2 separate regions of the Mus musculus genome follow, and region 1 is linked to region 2. Evidence: chromatin contacts called from public promoter capture Hi-C data. All regions are on one chromosome and are shown on one strand. The core of a region is the stretch at or near the end of the contact, and the rest is flanking DNA. Distances in the headings are between cores, read along the strand shown. Region 1 holds the start of Tssc4 (tumor-suppressing subchromosomal transferable fragment 4). Region 2 holds the start of Bub3 (BUB3 mitotic checkpoint protein).

Evidence for each region. Promoter capture Hi-C pulls out the DNA fragments that hold promoters and counts their contacts.
Region 1: a promoter capture Hi-C map of pre-B cells shows a contact between it and region 2, with 4 times the contacts expected there. The contact joins the promoter of Tssc4 here to the promoter of Bub3 in region 2.

What each region holds. Positions count from the first base shown.
Region 1 is chr7:143,067,009-143,072,828 of GRCm38.p6, reverse strand. It overlaps Tssc4 (tumor-suppressing subchromosomal transferable fragment 4), which reads right to left and starts at 3,461. Exons shown (of 3, transcript NM_020285.2): 1 at 3,316-3,461; 2 at 2,979-3,074; 3 at 1,742-2,893. The coding sequence starts at 2,872. The coding sequence ends at 1,919. It overlaps Cd81 (CD81 antigen), which reads right to left. Exons shown (of 8, transcript NM_133655.2): 7 at 5,596-5,682; 8 at 4,899-5,517. The coding sequence ends at 5,455. Trpm5 (transient receptor potential cation channel, subfamily M, member 5) reads left to right here. Exons shown (of 25, transcript NM_020277.2): 24 at 32-98; 25 at 393-1,300. The coding sequence ends at 481.
Region 2 is chr7:131,555,954-131,561,814 of GRCm38.p6, reverse strand. Bub3 (BUB3 mitotic checkpoint protein) reads right to left here and starts at 1,445. Exons shown (of 8, transcript NM_009774.4): 1 at 1,361-1,445; 2 at 911-1,105; 3 at 209-278. The coding sequence starts at 1,105. Hmx2 (H6 homeobox 2) reads right to left here. Exons shown (of 2, transcript NM_145998.4): 2 at 3,801-5,861. The coding sequence ends at 5,835.

The DNA.
Region 1 (5,820 bases), core at 2,212-4,711, about 12 Mb before region 2:
AAGTCTCAGTACCTCCCTTGGCTCTCTCCAGGCCAACTACTGTATGCTCCTCTTGTCCTCTATGACGGATACACTGGCTCCAGGAGGCACCTACTCAAGTAAGTATGGGTTCAGGCCATGGGAATGAGATGGGTATGGGCTCCTCCCTTCAGCCACTAGATTAGGGCAAGAGCAAAGCTGCGGGCTGTGTATTGTATTAGGTCCTGCCTTCTCCACCTGTGCTAGAGGTCGGTTACCCTCGGCAGGCCACTGTTCCTTAGTGTCCCAAGGCTCTGCCTAGCACTGGCCTTGCTAGCCTTGCCACTTTCCATGTCCTGGCCCTTGCCTCACTCCTGCCCTGCCCCAGCTGAGGCTCTCCAGCTGAGGGTCCTTTCTCCCTTTCTTGCTCCCAGGCTCTCAGAACTGTGGTTGCAGGAGTCAGCCAGCCTCTGCTAGAGACAGGGAGTACCTAGAGTCTGGCTTGCCACCCTCTGACACCTGAAATGGAGAAACCACTTGCTCTAGAGCCCCAGACCTGGCCACATCGAGTTTTTGGGGCACATCAACCTTCCCCCACTCCCAGCAGCCCCAAGAAATGGTCTTCAAGGCCTTGCTACAGATCACTTCTTGGACATCCCTTCCTAAGAGAATGAAACTCATGTCTTTGGCATCTATTCGGGAGCCTCAGAAGTATCCTCTCCAGCAGGGCAAGATTTTTCATGTCCCACTAAAGCTTTCACTGGCTTGGACTGGACAGCTGGATCTGGCCAAGTCCTACATAGGACACCATCTGCCTGGATGGGGCTATTTAGGTCTAACCCCTGTCTTACCCTGAGTTCCTAAGAAGCCAACCTCTTAAACACTAGGTTTCTTTCTGACCCCTGACCCACTCATTAGCTGACCAGCTCCTAGAGGGCAGGACTCAGATCTATTGTAATTACCTCCCATCTTTCACCCCCCACAGCATTATCTGTCTGATCATTCTGGCAGAAACCCCAAGATATTGCTCAAGGGTACCCAATGCTACTTTACTTTCTATAAAGCCTGTAGACCACCTCAAATCAGCTAAACTGGGCCACAATGGTGGCTAAACGGGACATTTCAAACACCCGGGGAATATGGAGGATTGTCTGACCTAGTGAAAGGCATCTCCGTTCCTTCCACTGCTCCTCAAATTAAATGACCATCCAGGTCCTTTTTAGAGGAACTCAGAGAATGGGGACTACAGAGGCTGGGGCAGACCTGGGTCTTAGCAGGTCTAGCTAACTTGGTCCAAGTCCCTGGCCTCCACAGGAAACATTCGCTCATGCATCCTCCCTGCATCCTTCTCTTCTTCTCTGGCTCAGCTTCAGTGGAATGACCCAGCATCAGCTGTGTCTTACACACACAAGTCCTGGAGACACAGCCAGACACCAACCATATGCTGCTTCACAACTCATCCTCTTCCTATAACCTGTGGTCTGTACAGGCCCAGTGCTGGGGCTGCATTGGTTTCTGGGGGTGGGGGTGGGGGTGGGTTGTGCAGATTATGCTCATTCACTACCATCAGGGGCACAAGGCTGAACACAGCTAAGAGCCCAGTCCCTCTGGGTAGTTTCATCAGTGACAAATGTAAATGACCATGGCAAACCTTCACGGCAGTCCTCACTGGAGTGGGGAAGGCAAGGTGAGGCTGCCAGAGATGCAGTCCTGTAGTTGGCTGCCCAGGACTGTTTGGACAGAACTCTTTGAGTGGGGCCCGGAAAAAGCCACACAATTCAAGAAATATTCCAAACGTTTATTATTCATCCTAAACACTGGGGCACAAAGGCCTTCGAGGTCCCCTGACCCACAATTCCCACAGTCTCTGCCAGAGCGGCTGCACACATCCCCCTACCACAGACAGCCCACACCTTCCCACTTGGACTAGCAGGTGAGGGGTAGAGTGATAGCACTGCAGTCAAACTGAGGGTCCTCTCTCAGACCCCGGCCCCCCAGGGTTACCGTCCCTGTTCCGGAAGTGGTCTCTGCTCCGCTTCTTGCTGCCATGGAAACCAACAGCCTTCACACCTATGGGGCCTGATGAGGACTCAGGATGGGCAGCTTCTGAAGGTACCACCACCTCTGGCTGTCCCTGGTGGCCACTCCATTCCTCAGCCTCAGGTCCAGCGAGATGGGCTAGCTCCACAGCGGCCTCACCCCCCGCACCTGACCCAACCCCCTTCTTTAGGACCCTCTTCCTCTCAGCCCTAGCCTCACTGTCCCTCACTGGTTTGGTGAAGACCACTCTTCCCTCCCCACAGCTAGAGGGGTCCTGGTTGAAAGAAGGCACATAGTCTGTGTGGGACACCTGGCTTCGAGAGCTCAGGAAGGCCAGGGCAGCATCACGATTGCTCTGCTCACTGGCTTCAGACACATCCTCCAGACTGTATTTGGTCCAACGCTCAGGGTGTGACACATAGTCAGGGACTGGGAGTACCCTAGTCGGGCCAGTGTTCCCATGCACTCTGCTCAGGCCCCTTGCTGGAGTCTGACTTGGGGGAGTCACGGGCCGCCTGAAGCTGCCATTGTCACTCACACTGGTTTGGGGAGCAGAGCACGGTGCCTGCCGGGCTGCACTCTCCAGACAATCAAAGATGCTGTGGCTGCGCTGGGAGAAGGTAGAACTCATGCCTCGGAGGTGGAATGGCTGCACTGCAGTGGTGAGGGTGCCCGTGGGGGGCGATGGAGGGTCCTCAGGGCCGGAGTCCTCCTGGCCCTCCTCCGAAAGCCTCTCTGGGGACAACACTTGGACCTCCACACCACTAGGTAAGCTAAGGTCCGAGTCCGAGTCGCTGAGGGAGACGGTGTCAGAAGGCAGGGTGTCATCCTCGGTGGGTTCATCAGCCTCCAGGCCAGCCTCTGTCTCCGCCATACGACCTGACACCCGTCCCACCTGTAGCGAAGCAGTCCCAGTTCCGCCGTGAGGGGTGTATTTAAGGCCTCATCCCTCCCCGTCCTCCCAGGCTCCCGTCTTTCACCTCCACTATGTGTCAAGTGCCTCTACTCACAGCCGGACGGGAGGCCTCGCGAAGCTGGGTGGTTAAAGGGTATCCTAGCGCGCACAGATACAGGAGCTGCAGGTTAGGTGGGGTTAAGGAGAGAGTCAACCATGAGATCATAACAGTGTGGACATACAATAGATGAGCACTGGGAGATGCTGGTGACAGGAGATCTCCATCAGCTGCTTGTCCCATCACGGGCTCTCAGTAAAGCGCAGCCTCTCTAGGTACAAGCGCCACCCGGGTCCGGACGAAGGGCTGGCAGAAACAGGCACGGGAATGCCCTGGCCGCGGCCTTAGGGAGGCCAGTGCTCACCGTTCCAGCGTCCGTACACGCCTCAATACCCTGCCGCCTTTCTCGCAGCGTCCCGCCAGTTCCCCGGGATTCGGTCCTGTCCAGTCTCGCTCGGGTTCCTGGGAAACCGAGTCTCGGGCGATCAGATTTTCGTGGCTTCAGCGCCCGAGAAACTACAACTCCCAGAAGGCAATGGGTTCCCGCCTAATGTCAGCCGGGACTTGTAACCTTAACAAGCGTGCCAACCCGGAGCGCACACGGAAACCCACCCAGAAATGACGAAAAAGGAAAAGGCGGAGCCACGGTTCCCACAATACTCCAGGGCTAACTGCCAATCGCAAAGGGTTGAGGCCTGCAGCTTCGCCTGTCGGAAGCCGTCCCGGCCGGGTCCGACACAAGGAGGAAGTGCGTCACCACGCACTGTGAGCGCCAACCAGTTTCCTAGACATTTCCGGCCCTGGGCGGAAGTGGTGTGGGTCTTGTGCTTTGTTGGCTTTCTGGAGTGAGGCGGGGCCAAGGTCCTGGTTGGCTCTTGGCATGAAGAGACGTAGTGGTCCCTGGGGTGGGTTGGTTGGGGCTTCAGAGATTCGAAGCCGCTATCCTGGGCTCTGCCTGTCTGTGCTTCCTGACGCAGGAACGGACACTTTAGTTGCAGGACGCCGCCCCTACTAGTCAAGGCCACACATAATCCTCCTCCAGGCGTGGGGCTGTTTTCTTGTATCCTTAGGGATCAGAGTCTGAGACACCATGGGGCTGCTGCATGCGCCTCTCCTTTCCTATGTTTCTGAAGCTGTGCAGCAGGCCTCCAACAGCTTTGGCCTGGTGCCCATGGACCTCATAACATAGGATATAAAGGGCTCCTCAGACCAGAAACCAACCAAGCACGGAACAGGTTGCATAGGCGTGGGAGGTAGAGGTGGCGGAGACCTAGAATGTCCTAGTACAAGCTTGGGGTTCACCGACAAATAAGCCTACTGGGAGGCTGCTAGAAGCTGGGCCATGAATCTTGGCTAGGGCGTCTCTCCTCTAGTGGCCAATTAACTATGCCAGCAGCCTGGGGGAGGGGCGCAGACAGGAGACAAAGGGAAAGAGACAGTGGTGGTTGCCCCTGGCGTCCGGGAGGTTGCTTAGCCTGATCCTCAGTTCACAGGGGTAAGTGAACTGCCATCTTGCCTTTTACTTATTGAGACACAAGCCAGAGCCACCCAGCTCCGTGGAATCTTTTCTTGAGATGGATGGGGTAATGGGCTAACCTTTACTGTCTTGTCCCTGAAAAGGAGGGTGTTCTTGCAGCTTATCTCCATCATTCTGTGCTGAATTTCCCTGCTTAGGTGGCTCCTCCTACCCGACTCAGCCTGACCTGTCATGTCCAACAGATGAGTGGAAATGAGGTCAAGGCTGGCGTAAAGTCAGCATTGAGCTCCCAGTATAAGGAGGTACAAATGAGGGAGGACCCATATGGAGTGCTCCCAGGGTCCCAGCCCTCCCCACCCACTGTGTTCCACAGCCTCTATTGGACCTGCTCACCCTGTGCCTGGCAAAGTTCAGAGCTGATGAGCCAGGTCTCTGACACCGCTAGCACAGGAAGAGGTCTGGCAGTCCCATTAGCATGCCTGATTTTTTTCCTCCTTTATTAAATGACTGTTTCAAGATTTAATTACAGTTGAAGGTGACACGTTAGAAAGAATAAGTGCATTGAAGGCATAAGAGGGCTTACAAACCCAGCTCTTGAAATGGAGGCAGGAAAGGAACAAAGATTAAAAAGATGTGAGCAATGTGACCCACAGTGGGTTGAGTGGGTGGGCATGGCCCTCTAGCTAGGCTACAAAGCCTCTGGGCAAGTAGCTGTAGAGGAGGTTTGGCTCAGCAGGCAGAACTCTCCAGGGGTCCCAGACGTACAGGGCCCTGCAAGCCAGGGCCAGCTCCACCCCTACATCCCACATATGCCACCCATGTGTGATGTCAGCTCCCAAAAGGTAACAGGAAAAGTTCAGGACAAAAAAAAAAACTAAAACAAAAACAAAACAAAACAAAACAAAAAACTCAAAAGTAAAAAGACTAAGTGTAGCAGAGTGATACAGAAATATTATATACACAGGCCATGTCCCCCAAGGTGGCCTCTGGTCACTCCAGGGATCCTCTGGTGCAATGCAAAGGGCCTCAGTACACGGAGCTGTTCCGGATGCCACAGCACAGCACCATGCTCAGAATCATCTCAAAGATCTGCAGGAGGGAGGGGCATAGTCAGCACCTAAGGCCCTGGGAAGGATCCCACCCACCCACCAGAGACCCTGTGCTTACCATAATGACAGCTACCACAATGGCTGCAATTCCAATGAGGTACAGCTTCCCAGAGAAGAGCTCATCGATTTTCTGATGACAATCTTGCTGCAGGGATGGCAAGAGCGTGGTTAACCATCAGTGGCTAAGTCACAGCCACCACCCTACTCAGTGACAGGACCTATGTATCACAGCTTATCTTCCACCCCAAAACAAATTTAAGACACACGGACCTGCTGCCTGCAG
Region 2 (5,861 bases), core at 196-2,695:
AAAAAAAAAAAAAAGACAGTGCTCAGAAGGGGCTTTACTGCAAAATTCAGGTTCCATTTGTGGTAACTTAATCCAATTTTAAAAGTCTATTATCAAAGCCGTGTTCCGCCTTCACATAAGTACTGAAAACACCTACTCTTCTTAAATAAGCATTTCTACACAAATACACTAGTAAAGAAAAACTGGTAAAATGTAGCTATATTAATACCTTGATCAGTGTTCAAATCGTGCATTTTCAGTTGATGATCTAATCCACCACTCCAGGCATGCGTTGGATCCTACAAAGCAAAATTTGGGTTTGATTTTTTTTCTTTCTTACTTTTTTTTTTTTTTTTTTGGAAGACACTATGTAGCCCTGGTTGGCCTCAAAACTCAAGAGCTCTTCCTGCCTCTGCCTCTGGGATTAAAGTTGTGGCCACCACATCCTCCCACCCCACTCTTACATTTGGAGCCAATTCAAAGTTACAAAGCTTTAGCAAGCATTTTCAACATTGCTATTTCTACAGCCAAGTGTTATGTCCAGTGTGACAGAAACTAAGAAGCAAACAAAAATGCAAGTTAGTGATCTCCACAAGGAAGCAAATACAAGGTGGACACCAGGAGTTAAGGCTAAATTAGACAACATTCATTACTTTTCAAAGGATAGCTAAAAATCAGTCTTGCTGCTAACTTCAATTATCTATGTCCAGAAAGTTTACTCAAGTCTGAATTTACAAATGGAGATTGAAATTGCCACGAGAGAAGAAATAAGAACACAAACCATTGTAGTAGGCTTGATGCCAGGCTAAAGGGAAGAATTCCCGAGTAGTTATGAACTATCAGAATTCTCGAACCGTGTATGAGATGCTACTGGCAAGGCCTAGGACATCTCAGTATTAAGGGGACAGGAGCAGAAACTGAATCCACCTACGTAGAAGGCGCAGTCCAGGACAGCACCAGTGTGCTGGTACTTGAGCCTCATGGAATTGGCGGGCACATCGTAGAGGCGCACAGACGTATCCCAGGAGGAGACCAGGAGGAACTGGGATGTGTTGGGGCTGAACTTAACCGAGGAGATGCCATCCTCGGGTGGCTGGTTCAGCTTGAATTCGTTCGAACCGGTCATCTGTAGAACAAAACGCTAAGTCTGAGTTCCTAACCGGAGCAACAGAGGCCGGCCACGGCCTGCGCCTGCGCGAGTCCCCCTTGATCCAGGCCGGCCGCCATCCCGCTTCCGCCGAGCTCCACCCGGCCTGGCCTCCTTCCTTGCCCGCAGATCCCCATATAAAACACAATGGACCTCGACCGGATCCCTCTGTGCATCGATGCGCCGGCCACGGGCCACAGATCCCGCTCCGCCCGCCCTCGCCCGAACCTCTACCTCCTGTCCGCCTAAGCAACGTTTCTGCACCGGCCACTACCGATCCGCTTCCCTCCGAGCACTCGCAGGCAAAGCGGAGAAGGCGGAGAGGAAGCTCCGGAGCAGGCCTATCATTGGCTGATTTTGAACGCCAACGGCTCGATCTCGGCAGCTGATTGGTCTGATTTACTGCTTGCCTCATTTTCCGCAGTCATCCTGTTCCGGCTCAAAGGGAAGCCGCGTTTCCCCCCCCCCCCCCGTTCACCGGGTCTCTTAGTACCTCCACGCCGAGGTTACATCTCTGGAGCTGCGGAGGGAAAACTACAACTCCCAAGTATGCTCAGGTCATGAAGGCGTTCACGCCCGCCCACAATTGTATGCTGCATGCTGGGAGTTGTAGTCTCCCTGGAGCTGCTTGCCTGAACATCCACAGACTAGAAGGCAGAAAAGAGATTTTATCTAGCTCTTGTGACATCCTTCTCCTCTATCTCTCAGACACAGAATTTCATTTTGGTTGATAACTACTATAGATATAAATTAATATTTTCTTTCTAGCCGTGCACATACCCCTGGACTTAATCCAGACTAGTCATACTGAAGAATAATTTCTAGTCAAAGGTACTATTTGCTTTTATTTTGCTGGGTTATCAATTTGTGAACTAGAGACTCATTTCCCTTGAGTTCTAGTGATCTCATTTTTATCGTTTCATCTCTCCACAGTTTTCAAGCACCTGAATGTCAGGCCTCTTAAGCAGCTCTGGGAATACACACTCAGTCAAACTACTCCTTGCTTTAGAAGAGTACCACACCCATAAGGGTGAACAGAGCAGGACACAAATATTTCCAATCTTTAACGATCAGCCAGAATCTCTTAGGAATGTTCATCATAGGACCTAGCATTGTGACTGTCCTCCCTCTCCCACCTTCCTCTGCATTATCATGGAAGTTGCAGGCTCAGTTTGCTGCACTTTCTGTTTCTAGAATCCTCTAAAAAATATGAGAATCAAAAGGTTGTTTTGGTTCTGTGAGAGAAAAGCAGTACTTAACAAACAACATAGTAGCATACTGACATGCAAAATGTTACTGAGTTTCTAATTAATCCTTGGATACAACTTCTTTTTCTCTGTCCCATCTTTTTGAGACAATCCCTTTTATTTTGAAATTGTTGCATGAAGTAGGAAGTTGTCTCTAGTTTTAAACTACTTAACTTTCAAGGTACATTTTTAAAAAAAAAGAAAAGAAAAGAAAAGAAAAATGATCTTGCCGGGCAGTGGTGGCGCAGCCAGCACTTGGGATGCAGAGGCAGGTGGATTTCTGAGTTCGAGGCCAGCCTGGTCTACAGAGTGAGTTCCAGGACAGCCAGGGCTACACAGAGAAACCCTGTCTAAAAAAATAAAAGTAAAGAAAGAAAGAAAGAAAGAAAGAAAGATCTTATGTGTGCACAGACTCTGAACTAAATGCACTTAAGATTCCTGACAATAACACACACACACACACACACACACACACACCAGTCTTTTGTCCTGATGATGGTTATTATGGCTAAAATATTCTGGTTGTCTTCCCTCTCCAAATAGTTCTAGTATGTGGTTCTTTCTCTCTCTTCTCTTTCAACAAATCAATGGCCAAGTTCAATTTTTTTTAATGCATTGAGTTGTTTTGCATTCTAAGTTTAGCCAAATAATTTTACCTCTTGACTTATTTGGTTCTCTTTCCCAGTTGTTTATTTAATTCTATTACTGTTTCCAGATTCTGAGCATAAATTACCTGCTAATAAAATCTAAGCATATTTCATTATCCCATGTGTGTATGATTCAGGCCCCTCTGGCCGCACACTTGCAGCCCAACTCTATTTGAGTTTTAAGAAACGTCAATCTTGTAAATCAAGTTTAGAGCCTGAAAAGAGATGGACTATTTTGCTGATTATTCAAATGAATTGCTAGACTTGAGATAGGAAATCTGGCCACAAGCAGAGTCTTGACCATTTTACAACACAAATGTAAAGTAAGTATGTGTGTGTGTGTGTGTGTGTGTGTGTGTGTGTGATATTCAGTTACCTGTTGCAGTGGTGAGTCGCCTGCCACAGCTAATGTCTGGGTGAGTAAAGAGAGTCAGATATATACCACATGACAACTGCGGGAAATGGCATTCCCTAAAATATTATGGGCAAACTCAAGTCGTTAATGCCGACAGTGACAGGAGGAGGAGGTCACTACCTATGGAGAAAGCCATCCTGAAGCAAATATGATGACCCAATACTGTTAAATCCATCACCGAATTGTAATCTGCTGAAAGGCAGATCAAAAGCATCCGAACGGAGTATGTTTTTTTACAAGACAGTCCTCTGAAGTAATGTGGTTGTTTCTGGGTGGAACACTCAAAGAATGCTGTCAGGGAAAGAATGTAGAGAGGTTATCTGGAGTGAAAACTACGGTGACAGAAAAATACACATATCCAATGAGCAATTGAAAACACATATTTAATAAGTAAGAAGAGAACTGATAGGCCTCTTTGTGTTCTCCTTTGGACCACCCCAAATTTAGTGTAGGTTCTTAGCACATGTTGAGACCTCAACAAATACTTATTGAGGTGAACACAGCTAAAATAAAACAAATGTAAGCAAACCAACCTAGTATTGCCCGGTGCATTCTTGTGTAGCATCCATCTAATGTCACCTAGGAGGAGTTGCAGGTTTTATAAAATATAATGTGTTAAGAAAAAAATAGGCAATATCAGAGCAAATCTCTTCTGCCAGGCATATTTCACGGAATGATATGGGCCATGTAAACGTTTACATTCTGTGAATTTCTACAAAATGCAAGTCATTTCGATGCCCCCTTGGCTCAAAGAGACCGGTCCCTCAGGCACCAGGTTTTCTTCTGAAGAAAGAAATAGATAGGGCCTTGGCGCTGCAGACTCCTAGCTCTTTGCACCCTGATCAACCACTGAGGGGAGGCGGGCTGGACCTAATAACTCTACCTGAGGCCTCCTCCAAGCTCCAGGCCCATTTCTGACATTTAACAAGGAACAGGTGGATGCTATGAAAACGTAGAGAAAATACAGTGCTGTGATTTGCATGATCCTGACGAAGCAGTTCTCCGGGTGCAGAGCCTCCCTAACCCTGCATGGAGGCAGGCAGCCGGGCACTGCAATCCTCAGTGCTCAATTCAGAAACAGCTGCTGCAAGTTAGCCAGTGATCCGACCTTTTTGTCATTCACGGGCAAATTTAACAACTACAAAAAGAAACTAGGGAAGCGCCCGTGTCATCTGCTCCACGAATCCCTCCAACGAAATCTGACCCTTAGGCATCACTTCCCGCTCTGCGCAGAACTCTCGCAACTGTGTCACCAGCGGGAGACCCCTGCGAGGGCTGCAAGCCAGTCGCCTGTGGCTCTGGAACCCAAGCGGACGCTTTCTCTCACCCCACGTTTTACTCCGCGCAGGAGGACGCCAAGAACGCCAAGAGCTCCGGCCTTTCGCGGCGTGCCCAGCTTTCGTCTAGCCCAAAACAGCCCAGTATCGGGGAGATGTTCACCTCCTTGCTTGGCTCATTCCCAGAGGCGACCGGGTCAGCAGCCAGGCTCCTGGCTTTGTCTTTCGCTGCGCGGGGCTGTGGATCTGGATTCCATCTCGAGTGCACCCCAACCCGCACACCTGGGTCGTGGGAACTGTGCTGTTCCTGTAAGCAGCCCCAGTCACGTGCTGCCTGGGCAGCCCCAATATCCCGACCTTTAACCTCTGAGCCCAGCCCCACCCACACGTGGTGAGAGCAGAACCTTGGGGGCTGAGGGAGGAGACAGAATCCTGCATGCTCTGGCAAAAAAAAAAAAAAAAATCCAGAAACTCCTCTGCCGCTGTCTCCTGGGACAATCCATCCCTCCAAAGTTAGCAACCATGTTTAAAACGTTTTATTTTTTTCTCTTTAAAAATATTTACAGATCTGTACTCTCCTCGTTTTGCCCCTACCCATCCTCAAGATGAAGGGAATAAAGAGAAGTGATTAGTTCAACGACCAAAGCCCTAGTTGGTTCGGCTCGGCTGAGCTTGTGTCCTACCACATTTTCTATATACAGGTGTATATATGGGAGAAAGACTGCCTGGTTCTGTTGGTGGTTTTTCTGATGTTTTTTTTTTTTTCTTGCTACTGGTCAAAACCGACCTAATCAAAACCCCACTTCCCACCACCACCCGAGAGCCTCCCCTTCCAAAATAGTTTCAAACGCGAGTTGTTTGGTTTTGTGTAGAAAGCAGGTGCTCTGGCGTGAGGAATGCAGATAAATACTCAAAACAAAACAAAACAAAATAAAACAAAACAAAACAAAAGGTAGGAAAGAGGCCATAAATAAGACATAACGAATACACATGGTGTATTTCTTAATATTTCTGGACACGCGCCGCTCTGCTCCGGAGCTCTGCGAAGGATCCCGACCGCGCCGGGCTATGCAGGCAGCTGCAGGCGACCAGGGGCGTCCCGGGAGCCGGCGGGCGAGCATGTCAGTAGTCAAGCTTGTTGTACAGGTT